Regions from separate parts of the Sus scrofa genome. Here all the other regions are linked to region 1. A link is a contact called in public Hi-C data. All regions are on one chromosome and are shown on one strand. Each heading gives the region's core, a stretch centred on a gene start, on an enhancer-like site or on the middle of the called end of the contact. The rest is flanking DNA. Distances are from core to core; before and after follow the strand shown.

Region 1 (4,083 bases), core at 430-2,929:
CACATTTCAACTTCTAGTAAGAAGTCTTAGTCAGACTGCACTAATCATTCCCACTTCTATGTTTCAATGGCACTATTATTTCCCTCTACTAGAGCACTTAAAATACTAAACTATAATTATTATTATGGATGTCCATCTTCATGAACTAGAATACAGCTTCAACAAAGGTGAGAATTATATTATTCAGCTCAAAATCCCTGTCACCTAAAATATAGTGGCACTCAATAAATACACACAGTACAGTGAATAAAGAATGAACAGTAAAATCTCAATAGAAAATCCTCAATAAATGTGTCGAATGGAAATGAAATTATTCTAATTCAGTCCCACAAAGCATGAGGTTCTCAAGAATATATAAATCCAGAGTTCCCACTGTGGTACAGTGGGTTAAGAACGTGACTGTAGTGGCTCAGGTCTCTGCAGAGGTGTAGGTTCAACCCCCAGCCTGGTACAGCGAGTTAAAGAATTCAGCATTGCCACAGCTGTAGTGTAGGTCACACCTGCAACTCAGATTCAATCTCTGGCCTGGGAACTTCAATATGCCACAGGTGCAGTCATAAAATAAAAATTTTTTAAAAAGAATATATAAATTCAAACTCAAATCACTCACACTTAAGTCTCTCAAAAGCCAAGTTTTCAAACTCTGTCAAAGATATGTTTTCAGAAGGTGGTTGCAAATAAAACTGAAGGCTATGTGGATAGCAAGCATTCCTTTGGTCATCTGCCAACCTCAGTTTCCTCCGCTTTCCTCCAAAAAACTCCATCTTGGTACCTTGGAAGAAAGCAAAAAAAAAAAGTTAAAATGATTGAAAGTGGAGTTAGAAACAAAAATGCAAAAATAACTCCACATGCACAGAGGGGAAGATAGCTGAGTTGAAGCATGCGCAAAGTGTTAACAGTAGCATCCCTGAGTCACGTCTTCTGTGTGTTCCACCCTTTCCACAACACATCTGTAACACCTGTGTAAAGCCGGTGGGAAAGCGGTGTGAGCTGAGGAGACACAGGCAGTGGTCCTGACTTCCAGCAACATCAATGTCAGATGACGCTGCCTGGTCACTTAGAGGACTGTGTGCCACCACCCTTAGGTCTTTGCCGTCCCAAGAATTCATGGGAGTTGCAGTCCTGAATTGGAGGAAACCAGGGTTGATTCTGGCTACCGAGCCTCAGTGGACCGGGTCCAGCTATCCGCTTCCCACCTTAGGACCCTGGCAGACAGACAGCGATCTTTGGAGTTACGGGTGTCGGAACCCTCCTCAGCAGCCCCCCTCAGAAGCATCCTCAGTAGCCCTCCTATCAGCCCCCCTCAGCAGTATCTTCAACAGCATCCTCAGCTGCACCCCCAATCAGCGCCCCTCAGCAGCCCCCCTCAGAGCATCTTCAGCAGTCCCCCCCCCTCAGCAGCATCCCCAGGAACCCAGCGAAGACCCCGCCCCCTCCCCTTCCCCCCATCCCCGGGCGGTCAATCAGCCCCGGGGACACTGATGAGCGACCCATACCCTATACCCGCCCTCGGCGCCCGTCGCCCCAAAGCTCTCGTCCCTTTTCCAGACTAGCAAGCCTCCACACCAGGATTGCTGCCCGCCCTAAACCCGCGGTGGTGCCTCTAACCTGCAACCACAGCAAACGTGAAGCCGAACAAACCCAAACAACCGCTTTTCCCGAGTGGCGGGAGAGTTCATATGGGGCCGGAAGCGGAAGTTGCTGGGCCCCAGGCCCTCCCTCCGAGGTCCCGCCCATGCGCGGGCCTGCGCATGCTCTGTGCGGTGCTGGGTGTAGACGGGATCGTTGCAGCAGGTTAAAAACGTTTCACGTGTCTTGGGCTGTGCTCCCCGTGCGTGGAACCGCTAGCTCTAGAGAGGAGAAGCTGGGAAGCGGCCCGACCTGGAGCGGGCGAGCGCTGAGGGCGGGGCCGAGCGCGCATCCACCCGGCGGCGCGGTCCTCCTGCACCCGCCCCCTGCTTAGGGACTCTGGTCAATCTTCCAGGAACCCTGTAAGGAGGGTCGTGTGGCCCCGGTTGTACAGACGCGAAAGCAGGAACTTGCCCATCTCCGTACAACACCTAATCTTTTTTCTCATGGACGGCAGCCCCCACGCGGTCGGGTTCTATGCCCAGTGCACTCCCCACCAACGACTCGTGCACGGCGAGCGCCCCGCAGAGTGTCTGGAGTGAGCTGGATCTGAAGTGAGCTGGAATGAATGAGTGCATGCGTGCATACGGAAGTTGCTCCGGGTCTACAAATGAGGCGCAGAGGCGAGCAGGTGCAAAACCCTGAGGAGAAAGTGGATCTGCGGCTGCAAGCTGGGAGCCACACCAGCTCCGCGATGTGCTCTAGACACTTTTCCAGAGCGGGAAATAAACTTCACTTGAGGCCTCCAGGGGGCGGGCGTGTCTCGCTTACCAAAGTAGCAGTGGCAGGCTCTAGTAAAGATGGGAGGTGAGGAGCGCTCTGAAATGTTTAAAATTTTAGAAATGCCAACTGTACTGAAACAATGTCAAGCTTCAGAGCACCTATCCAGCCTCCACCAGGACTTGCTCTAAGGAACTTAACAGATCAATTCATTTTATTCCAATAACCATCTGAAGTTGGTTCTATTATTAACCCATTTGAAAGATAAGGAAACCTAGAACAGAGACGCTAAGTGACATAAAGATCACATAGTAAGTGGGAGAGCTAGATTCAAAGTCTGGGAGACACTGCAAGCACCACAGTGCTAACCACCAGGCTGTGCCAATTCCACTAACATACCATTCCTCACCTTAATTCCTTCTTGCATCAGACACATAAATAATACCACCTGGTCTGATGAAGACACCTGAAAGCATAAGGACTGCCTGAAAAAAACCTTGATCACAGACCGTAAAAACATTTATATGAATGTTATTCTGATCTCTGGATAGAGAAGGAATTTAAATATCCCATTGTGGCTCAGTGGGTTAGGATTCAACATAGTCTCCGTGAGGATGTGGGTTGGATCCCTGGCCTCTCTCAGTGGGTTAAGGATCTGTCATTGCCACAACTCGTGATGTAGGTCACAGATGCCCCTCGGATCTGGTGTTTCCGTGGCTTGGCACAATCTGAAGCTGCAGTTCCAGTTTGACCACCAGCCTGGGAACTTACATGTGCTTCAGGTGCAACCATAAAAATTTTTTTTAAATTTTTTTTTAAAAGTATCTAAAGATCTGACTATAAAAACATAAAATTTGGGGGAATTCCTGTAGTGGTTCAGGGGACTACAAACCCAACTAGTATCCATTAGTGTTCGGGTTCAATCTCTGGCCTTGCTCAGTGGGTTAAGGATCTGGTGTTGCCCAGAGCTGTGGTGTAGGTTGCAGATGTGGCTTGAATCCTGTGTTGCTGTGGCTATGGCGTAGGCCAGCAGCTGCAGCTCCCATTCAACCCCTAGCCTAGAAAACTCCATATGCTTCAGGTGCGGCCCTAAAAAGACAGAAGACCAAAAAAAAACAAAAAAAAGAAAAAGGCTAATACCATGTAAAAAACTTATGTAAATTAACTGGGAAAAATCATAAGACACAAATGGAAAAAGAATAGCAATAAATAACCCATAGGCAAAATAACTAATGATAAAATGTGAAAAAAATGTTTATTATTGGCATGAAAGAAAATTTCTACTACAAAATTGGCAGATTTTACAGGAGTTCTCTTGTGGAGCAGCAGGTTAAGGACCCAGCATTGTCACTGCAGTGGCTTGGGTCACTGCTGTGACGCCAGTTCAATAGCTGGCCCAGGAACATCCATATGCCACAGGTACAGCCAAAAGAATTAACCTAATTTAAAAACTGGCCGATTTTACAATGAAAATACTCAGTATTGGGCAGAGCACAGTATGATGAACTCACATGGGAATTGACTGTGGTGCCATAATTCTGGAGTATGCTATAATTATATTTATTATGAGCCCTGAAAGGACCTTGACCAAATAACTTCACTGGGCATATTCACATCATGAGACATTACACAGGCTTTCAAAGTATACATGTTTTTGAAGAAATGACCTGGGGAAAATGTTCGGGTTGCTATGAGGTTAACAGAGCAGAATACTAAAACCATGTATGTCATGTG
Region 2 (4,083 bases), core at 870-3,369, 320 kb after region 1:
GTGAAGGTTTTGTCCGGATATATGCCCAGGAGTGGGATTGCTGGATCATATGGTGGTTCTTTATTTAGTTTTCTGAGGAAGCCCCCTACTGTTTTCCATAGTGGTTGTACCAATTTACATTCTCACCAGCAGTGTAGGAGGGTTCCCTTTTCTCCACATCCTCTCCAGCATTTGTTATTTGTAGACTTTTTGATGCTGGCTATTCTGACTGATGTGAGGTATTACCTCACTGTAGTTTTGATTTGCATTTCTCTAATAATTAGTGATGTTGAGCATTTTTCCATGTGTCTGCTGGTCCTCCATTGGTCTTAGATCTTCACTTACGGTTTTTCACGGCGATGCCTTGCATCCTGCCTTCCTTCCTGTGGTGCACTTTCCGGGAATGCGGAGTGGCCCTTCCCTGGGGTAATGCTGGGTCCCATCCCTAAACCATCTTCACGCCCACAAGGAGCCCCTTCTTCCTACTTAGTCGGACTTATATGCACACAAGTAAAGCAATGTGCCCACCTCCTTTTTTTTTTTTTTTACATTAAAAAAATATCAAAGTATAGTTGATTTGCAGTGTTGTGCCATTTTCTGCGGTACAGCAAAGTGACCTAGTCATACCTTCCCTTTCTTATATTACCTTCCATGACGATCTATCCCAAGAGACTAGATAGAGTTCCCTGTGCTGTACAACAGGACCTCCTTGCTTATCCATTCCTTTTTTTTTTTTTTTTTTTTTTTTTTGTCTTTTTAGGGCTATACCTGCGGCATGTGGAGGTTCCTAGGCTAAGGGTTGTATAGGAGCTGTAGCTACTGGCCTACACCATAGCCACAGCAACACAGGATCCGAGCTACATCTGCAACCTACAGTTCACGGCAATGTGGGATCCTTAACCCATTGAGTGAGGCCAGGGATTGAACCTGGGTCTTCACGGATGCTAGTCAGATTCATTTCCGCTGAGCCATGAAGGAAGCTCCTATACCAGATTTAATAGTTTGCATCTAGTAACCGCTCTTGCTGTGGAATAGCTCTGGCCCCCAGAACAAGAGGTGTTTTCCAGGACATGCAGGCCTTGCTACACACTGAGCCCATGTGTTGGCAGACTCCCTCCGAGAGCAGGGGGACTTTGGGGCTCTCTGTTCCCCTTCCCAGCAAACTCAGGACCCAGCTGCATTTGTTCTCTCTGTTTCTGCAGGGCTTCCGAGCCAGCCCTCGGCACCTTCGGAGACGGGCGGCAGCGGCAGCAGCTGCCCGGCTGGAGGAGGCCAAGCCGGTGGTGGAGGTTCACCACCAGAGCGAGCAGGAGGTTTCAGTGAGGAAGCGAAGACTCAAGAAGAGCAGCCGCGTGCAGCCAGAATTCTACCACTCCGTCCAAGGCGCGCCCGCCAGGAGGCCTGTAAGTAGAGAACTGTCTTCTGGGAGAATATGTTGTCGAATGCCACCGTCCTTCCTTTGGTCTTAAGAAGTGATCAGATGGGGGTTCCTGGTGGCTCAGTGGGTTAAGGATCTGGCGTTGTCACGGCTGAGGCTCAGCTTGCTGCTGTGGCGCGGGTTCCACTCCTGACCTGGGAACTTCTGCATGCCTTGGGGGTGGCCAAAAAAGGTTGAAAAAAAAAATGTGATGAACTTGAAATACTCAGGTTTTTCTCTTGGTGTCCCCAACGCTTGGTGGTGAACTCACAGAGTGCCATCCAGGTGTGTGGTTTCAGAGGAAGCGCTGGGGCAGGTGTCCAAGAGGCCAGCTCTGGTTCCCGGGGGCAGGGGGTGAAAAACTGGTGAATCCTGGCCCAGAAGAACAGGGTCCAGAGCAAGGATGGGGCCGCAGAGTTAAGCTGAGGGCTGGAGTGACGAGAACAGAGGCAACAGCAAAGTGGCAGTGGGGCTGGGGGCTCTCTGTTGCCTGGGGCAGTAAATACCTTCCCAGGATCCTTCCTTTACCTGCATCTCCCTTCCTTTGTCTGCATCTCCTGGAGGCGGAGGGTAGCAGGAGGTGTGGCTCCTTTGTGCTTCCTGTGCGCTCTGCTCTTCTGTCTTAGTTGGGGCTCCTTGGCCCAGGCTGTGACACTTAGGGATCTGCAGCTTAGAAACTGACATTTTAAAACTTTTAAAAAAGCATTTTGTGACTGCAGTACTCTCATAGTGCTTTAGTATTAAAAAAAAGTTTCCCTTCGAGTGAGTCACTCCTGTGCTGTGGGAGCCAGCCCATTATTTTTTTATCTGACATTCCATTCGAATGTCAGATAAAAAAATGAGTAATTTTTTTTTAGTATAAATGTATCCCAAATATTATATGGGTTAGACTTATGAAAAAAGAATCCCCTCCGCATTCATGGCTTACCTGAAGTTCAGTTTTAACCAGCCATCCTGTGTTTTGTTGTTGTCGTTGTTAAAATATTGTTGATTTACAAAGTTGGGCCAATCTCTGCTGTACAGCAAAGGGACTCAGTTATACATAGATGTGTATATCCCTTCTTTTTTATGTTCTTTGCCACCGCGGTTTTATCCCTGGAGACTGAATATGGTTCCCACTGCTGTACAGCAGGACCTCATTGCTTTATTCATCCTAAATGTCATAGTTTGCATCTACTAACCCCAAACTCCCACCCATCCCACTCCCTTCCCCTCTCTGCCTTGGCAACCACAAGTCTGTTCTCCATGTCTGTGAGTCTGTCTCCGTTGTGTGGACAGATTCATTTGGGGCATCCTGTGTTTGTAGTCCCTAAATTTAGCAACCCTAATCCATAGACAAGGATTGGGGAATGTGTGTTCTTTTTAAAATTTTACTGAAGTAGAGTTGATTTGCAAAGTTGTATTAATTTCTGCTGTACAGCAGAGTGACTCAGTGATACATATGTGTATTCTTTTTCGTATTCTTTTCCCTCGTGGCTTATCACAGGGTACTGACTACGTTTGCTGTGATAATGCGGCCCTATAAATTATTCAGACAGACTTGCCCTTCTGTGGAGTAACTGTGTGGCAGATGCACATGGAATGTGCTAGAAGCCAGAGAATGACTCAGTGACCAGGCCAGTGACAGTGGCAAGAAGCTGAGTTCCTTTACAGAAAAAGTCCTGTTAACCGACTGTAATATAAGCACGTATTTAGAGTTGAGAGTCTTCCTGTCATGATTTAACAAAGGCTAAGTAGAATTTGGTATCTATGTGGAACAAAATCAAGTAGTAAGAAAATTCATTCCACAAATGTAAGCTTTTTTGGGGGTGGGGGGTTTCTACCTGAGGTATGCAGAAGTTCCCAGGCCGGGGATTGAACCCACGCCACAGCAGTGACAATACTGGATCCTTAACTGTGAGGCCACAGGGAACTCCACACATAAGCTTTTTTTATTCAGGAAATAAGGGATTCACAGATATGTATTAATAATTAACGGGGTTGAGGGCTTCCTTGTGTAACAGGAGTTATTCTCTGTGACTCACTTAACAACCCTGTGAGGTAGATGCTGTTATTATTCCCATTTTCTGGATGATGAAACTGAGGCCCAGAGGAGTAAACAACTTGCATAAGGTGTTAGGTGTTTGGGGCTGAGTCTTGGGTTCTGGCCTGGGCAGCTGCCCCCAGAGCCAAGCCCTTACCCGCCATCTGCGGCCACTGGCTTCCTGCCCTCCACGACCTCACGGCTGAGGCGCTGGACAGATGTGCATAGTGTGGGTCTTCGGAGCCACACCCAGGGCCCTGGAGACAGTGGTACTTGCAGAGCAGCTGGAGGGCCAGGGCCGGGCTGGGTCCCGCAGGGCCAGATCACGGAGGGTATGTCCCGCTGAACCCTTGGGTTGTCTTCTGTGATGGGGCCTCTGTTGAAGGCAGGGAGTAGGCACATTTATGCCTATTTGCTCAGAATCTAGTGAATTCCTTCCTCTTAGCTCGCATGTGGATCAGGATGCAGAAGGAAGGAGTGGCCATCAGAGTGCAGAAACCTCCCCCTCTGCTCTTCCCTCCTGAGCCCCGTACATTGCTGCCTTGGGTACCAGGACACGTCCGCCTGCCTCGCAACTTTGCCCTTAAATGCCTCTCCTCGTTCTGTTTCCCGGCCAGTTCCAGTTCCTCTGAGGACTGACTCCTGATGAGGCGGCTTGTTCAGA
Region 3 (4,083 bases), core at 1,037-3,536, 260 kb after region 1:
TAACTTCCAAAAAGGACTGACTGGCTGATTTAATAGTTATTGAATTCCACAATGTATTAGCTTCATATAAACACACAGAAAGAATTAATAACATGCCATTATTTGGAGAAGGAAATGATAAATTAGCAACAAATCAGAAAATAACAATGGAACCTAAATACTAAATTCTTTCAACGATTTGGTTCGCTTATTACGAGTATCCTTGAGTAAACTGATGCAAGGAACAGACATGAACGCATCTAAAAAGAAATATCTACAATCCTACTGCAGGGCAGTTAAGTATTTGCCTGCCAAAAGAGATAAATGATGTTCTTGTGTGCACTTGAAGCTTATAAATGGCTGCAGCTAGACTGCAGGATGATAACAATTGTGCTAAAGTCATAGTTCAGAAAACCATAATTGATATTTAGTTGCTTTTTGTTGTTATAAAGGCACAGTTTGGGGTAAATTGGTTACTCTGTTGTGTTTGTGGTCTTAGGCTGTTTCAAGGCTATTTATGCCATTTCAGTTCTCTCACAAATTTTAGCCAAAGAGAGGTATAAAGTAAAGATGACCTTCTTACATTCTATTAGTTATTTCTCCCAATGTTTGCGGAAGGTGAATTCAGTTTTGTTGTTGTTTTAAATTACTCCACCTGGCCACTGTGAGGCAATGCAGGTACAGAATTCCCTTCCTGATGTGCCCTGCAGGGTGGACTCCCAGGCTTCCCTTCCATAAGCTTAGTTCAACGGGTGGGAATGTGGTCTCTCACTGCAGTAGGCTGCGGCTGCAGGGCACCTCTGAGTCACCTGCAGGAGAAGCAGTGCTACCTGCCTGAGAGCCAGGGACCCAGGAAGCTCATCTTGCCCTGCAGTGCAGTGGGCACCCTGATTCACCATTCTCACCTTACAAAGCATCTGCAAGCACGGTCTATCTTCAAACCGGAAAAATGAGTTAATGCTTATTTTGTTTCAGGAAACAGGTTGTGCAGAAGAAAACTCAATCCACTGTTTCTCATGTTGATGAATCTGGCATTTAACAAATACATTAGGCAATGCCTTTTTGAGTGCTCTTTATTGGCTACACAGAAGGCAATGGTTAAGCCTTTAAGTAGAGCTGTACATTTGATTTTGACATAAAACCACATTGATTTTGCGATCCTACAAGCAAATAAGAAAACTTTATTGCCCTTGATTCTTTAACTTCTTTCCAGAATTTTACAAATTAATTTTTACGACACAATTTCTTCAAGTCTTCTAAGTAGTCCAAAGAGGCTACCTTGATGGTTATTAGAAACTCCACAAATGCACGCAAGTGCTCCCTTGTTACTATACACTGCAGTTTCCTTATGCGAGTAAATTAAGCAAAAAACCAACCCCACGCGGGAAAAGTCAGCACTGGCTCAGAGCCGCAGGACGTGGCACGGCGCCGGCCAGCCGGTCGAGGTCGCTGCCGCAGCGGTCCGTCCAGGTGGCCAGGCGGCCGCAGGGACGTCACTGCAGCGCCCCCGCCGCGCCACCCGCGTCCGCACTGCGCCAGCTACCCCGGGAAAATCTCCTGGCCGCCTTCGCTGGTTGAGAAGAAAGGCGAGGGGGCGAGAGGGAGTGTGTGCGTTTGAGTGTGAACATCATCTCCTCAGGTCTCCTACAAAATTTCTCCGCAAAACATTTACAAGCCAGTCTCCAACTTCCTCCATCTGACGGTTCCCTAAATCTGAATCTGCCTCTCCCTTCAAGTGCACTAAAAAAGGCAAGGTTTTAGGGTCAACGCAACGCATGGTTATGAGAGGATGCAAAGTGACCGTTACTCGGCTGCGAAACCGCGCCCCGTCAGGGGGGGAAGAGTTCAAGTCCGCAGACCGGAGCGCTCCGCTGGGGAGCGCGCCCAGTTTTGAGGGGCCGAAGAGGGCGGGCCCCCAGTCGTGGGGGACCCCGATTCCAGGGAAGGCCCTGCCCCGGGCTCACGCTTCCGCGTGCGAGGAACCCCCCCGCAAGCAATAGCTCACCCGGCTGCATCCTCCAAAGCCCCAGCCTCGGGGCGGGGCGCGGGGAGGTGGGAGGTGGGGCAGCACCGCCTGAAGGCTCCCGCCGGCGCCTCGCGGTCTACCCCCGGCTCCGTGGCGCCCCCTGTCGCCGGGTTCCCCAGCGATCCGGCAGCGGCAGGCTGGTGGCAGCCCGGGAGTCCGGGAGCCGAAGGGCGCCCGGCCCGTGCCCCCCGGACGGCGAGGACGGGCGGGCGGCCCCGCGGGAAGGCGCTGGGCGCTCAGGCCCGAGCGCAGCCCGCGGCCGCCGCCGCAGCCATGTCCGCGCGCCCGCGCTGCCGCAGCCCGGCCGTGATGTCATCCGCCGAACCCCCGCCGCGGCGCCCCACTCCCGCCCCCCGCGGGCCGCCGCGTCCCCGCCCCGCCCCACGTGTTCCCGGCTTCGGGGATGCCGAGGCCGGCGGCGGCCGCAGGACGATGCACGGAGCCCGGGTGGCCGCGGCGGCGGCGCTGCCCCTCCCCGCCCTCAGCGTCTCCGGCGGGGCTACGCCCGGGGGCTGCGCACGGACGGGGGCGGGGGAGCCTGGGGGGGGCGGGGAGGGCTCCCGGCCGCCAAGTGCCTGCCGGGTCGTCGTCTGCTGAGTCATGGCCAGAGCTGCCCGCAGTCCGGGCTCACTCGCGTAGCGCGGCGGGCGCGGGTGCGCAGCCATTGGGCCGGGCGCGGGGCCGCGAGCGCCGGGCATGACGCGCTGAGCCGCGCTCGCCCGTGCCCGCCGCTCCGCGTGCGCCCCGCGCGGGTGCCTGTGCCGCCGCCCTCCAGCCCCGCCGCCAGCCGCCCCCGCCTCGCCCGCACCATGATCGCCGCCGCTTTTCTCGTCTTGCTGAGACCCTACAGCATCCAATGTGCCCTCTTCCTCTTGTTGCTTCTGCTGGGCACCATCGCCACCATCATCTTCTTCTGCTGCTGGCACCGCAGGCTCCAGAAGGGGAGGCATCCGATGAAATCGGTCTTTTCGGGCCGTTCAAGGAGCCGAGGTAAGACACACCGCGACGGGTTTCTTCGGGCCAGGAGGAGCCTTTAAGCCGATTTGGAGAGGGAAGCGCGCTCGCTGCCTTCGGCGCTGCCGCTCCTTCGCCGTCCTCGCCCGCTCCCCCGGCCGAGTGCGTTTCCATGTTTAAGGTCCCTGTCCCCCTTCTCCGGCCCCCCAGGTTGGGGTGACCGCGGCAAGGCAGAGCGCGGTGAGGGAGGAACGCACCAGATGCTCGGTGTCAGCTTGCTTAAGCCCTGTGGGTGACTGGAGCGGAGTCCGGGCTGTGGCGGTCTCCTCACCTCCCCCAACCCCGGCCTGAGGTGTGGGGTGGGAAAGTGTGGCATGGACAGTTCGGGGCTCCCCAACTCCCCCAGAACTTTCCCTACAACTTCTCGCGGAGAAGTCATGTAGAGACTGATGGCCTCGTAGCCAACCCGCCTTGCAGGCTGTCCCCAGGCGTCTGCAACGCGCCTCCCCGACCCTGGTCTCCCAGGTGAGTCGTCGGTGACTCGGCAGGTGAAGCACAAGGAGTTAATTGAAGCCTCGTTTTTTGTTTTTTCTCCCCAGATGCTGTTTTGAGATCTCACCACTTTCGTTCCGAGGTAATTTATTTAGCGCGCACGCCCAAGGTCAGAAGTTCTCTTTCCAGAGTAGCAATAGTAATGACTTGCGTGTTCAGAAACCAGTAGGGTGTTGAATGGTGAGCACGCTGCTCCCAAGCCGAAAGGGACATGTTTCCTTTTAAGCGACTCCCTAACATGAGCGCCCGGGGAACGGTTTTAGCACATTTCTCGTGTCATGGAGCCGCAGCGCTGGGAGGGGAGAAACGGCCCCTAAAATCGGTCAGACCTCAGGAACTTCGCCCCCGGGGTGGATGTCGGCTTCTTTGGCGATCTTGTAACTGGCCGGAAGCTTTTGGGCGCAGTCGGCCGGCTGCTGGCTTGGGTGTCCAGCCACTCGAAGGAGCTTTTAGAGAGTTAGTGCGGAGCAGTCTGACCCATATGCATTCCACTCTAGACTTTGGAGTTTACGTTCCCTTCCACCCAGACAGCAGCGCTGGGTGTTTCCCTGGGGACATCTGGTGATTTTTGC

What was found. Hi-C and Micro-C count contacts between places; a contact is called where the count stands out from the background.
Region 2: a contact with region 1 is called in a Hi-C map of omental adipose tissue, with 2.8 times the contacts expected there. The contact joins the enhancer-like site here to the promoter of PRIM2 in region 1. A contact is called at or near these places in 1 of 5 promoter capture datasets (liver), 21 of 47 Hi-C or Micro-C datasets (adipocytes, alveolar macrophages, blood and 14 more) and 1 of 2 datasets of contacts at active chromatin or transcription factors (skeletal muscle).
Region 3: a Hi-C map of embryonic fibroblasts shows a contact between it and region 1, with 5 times the contacts expected there. The contact joins the promoter of BEND6 here to the promoter of PRIM2 in region 1. A contact is called at or near these places in 3 of 47 Hi-C or Micro-C datasets (embryonic fibroblasts, epiblast stem cells and fibroblasts) and 1 of 2 datasets of contacts at active chromatin or transcription factors (skeletal muscle).

The regions. Positions count from the first base shown.
Region 1 is chr7:28,548,042-28,552,124 of Sscrofa11.1, forward strand. It overlaps PRIM2 (primase (DNA) subunit 2), which reads right to left and starts at 1,680. Exons shown (of 14, transcript NM_001244164.1): 1 at 1,609-1,680; 2 at 611-772. The coding sequence starts at 764.
Region 2 is chr7:28,867,387-28,871,469 of Sscrofa11.1, forward strand. DST (dystonin) reads left to right here. Exons shown (of 101, transcript XM_021098579.1): 3 at 1,182-1,382. Among named protein-coding and RNA genes, the nearest start is that of DST, 57 kb to the left of the region's middle. Within about 2 kb of position 2,120, at least 3 of the 83 cell types and tissues checked have an H3K27ac peak or open chromatin away from gene starts, as enhancers often do. A contact at or near this core is called in omental adipose tissue, where this site is marked.
Region 3 is chr7:28,809,637-28,813,719 of Sscrofa11.1, forward strand. It overlaps BEND6 (BEN domain-containing protein 6), which reads right to left and starts at 2,287. Exons shown (of 7, transcript XM_001925201.6): 1 at 1,985-2,287. DST (dystonin) reads left to right here and starts at 2,787. Exons shown (of 101, transcript XM_021098579.1): 1 at 2,787-2,995; 2 at 3,559-3,593. The coding sequence starts at 2,815.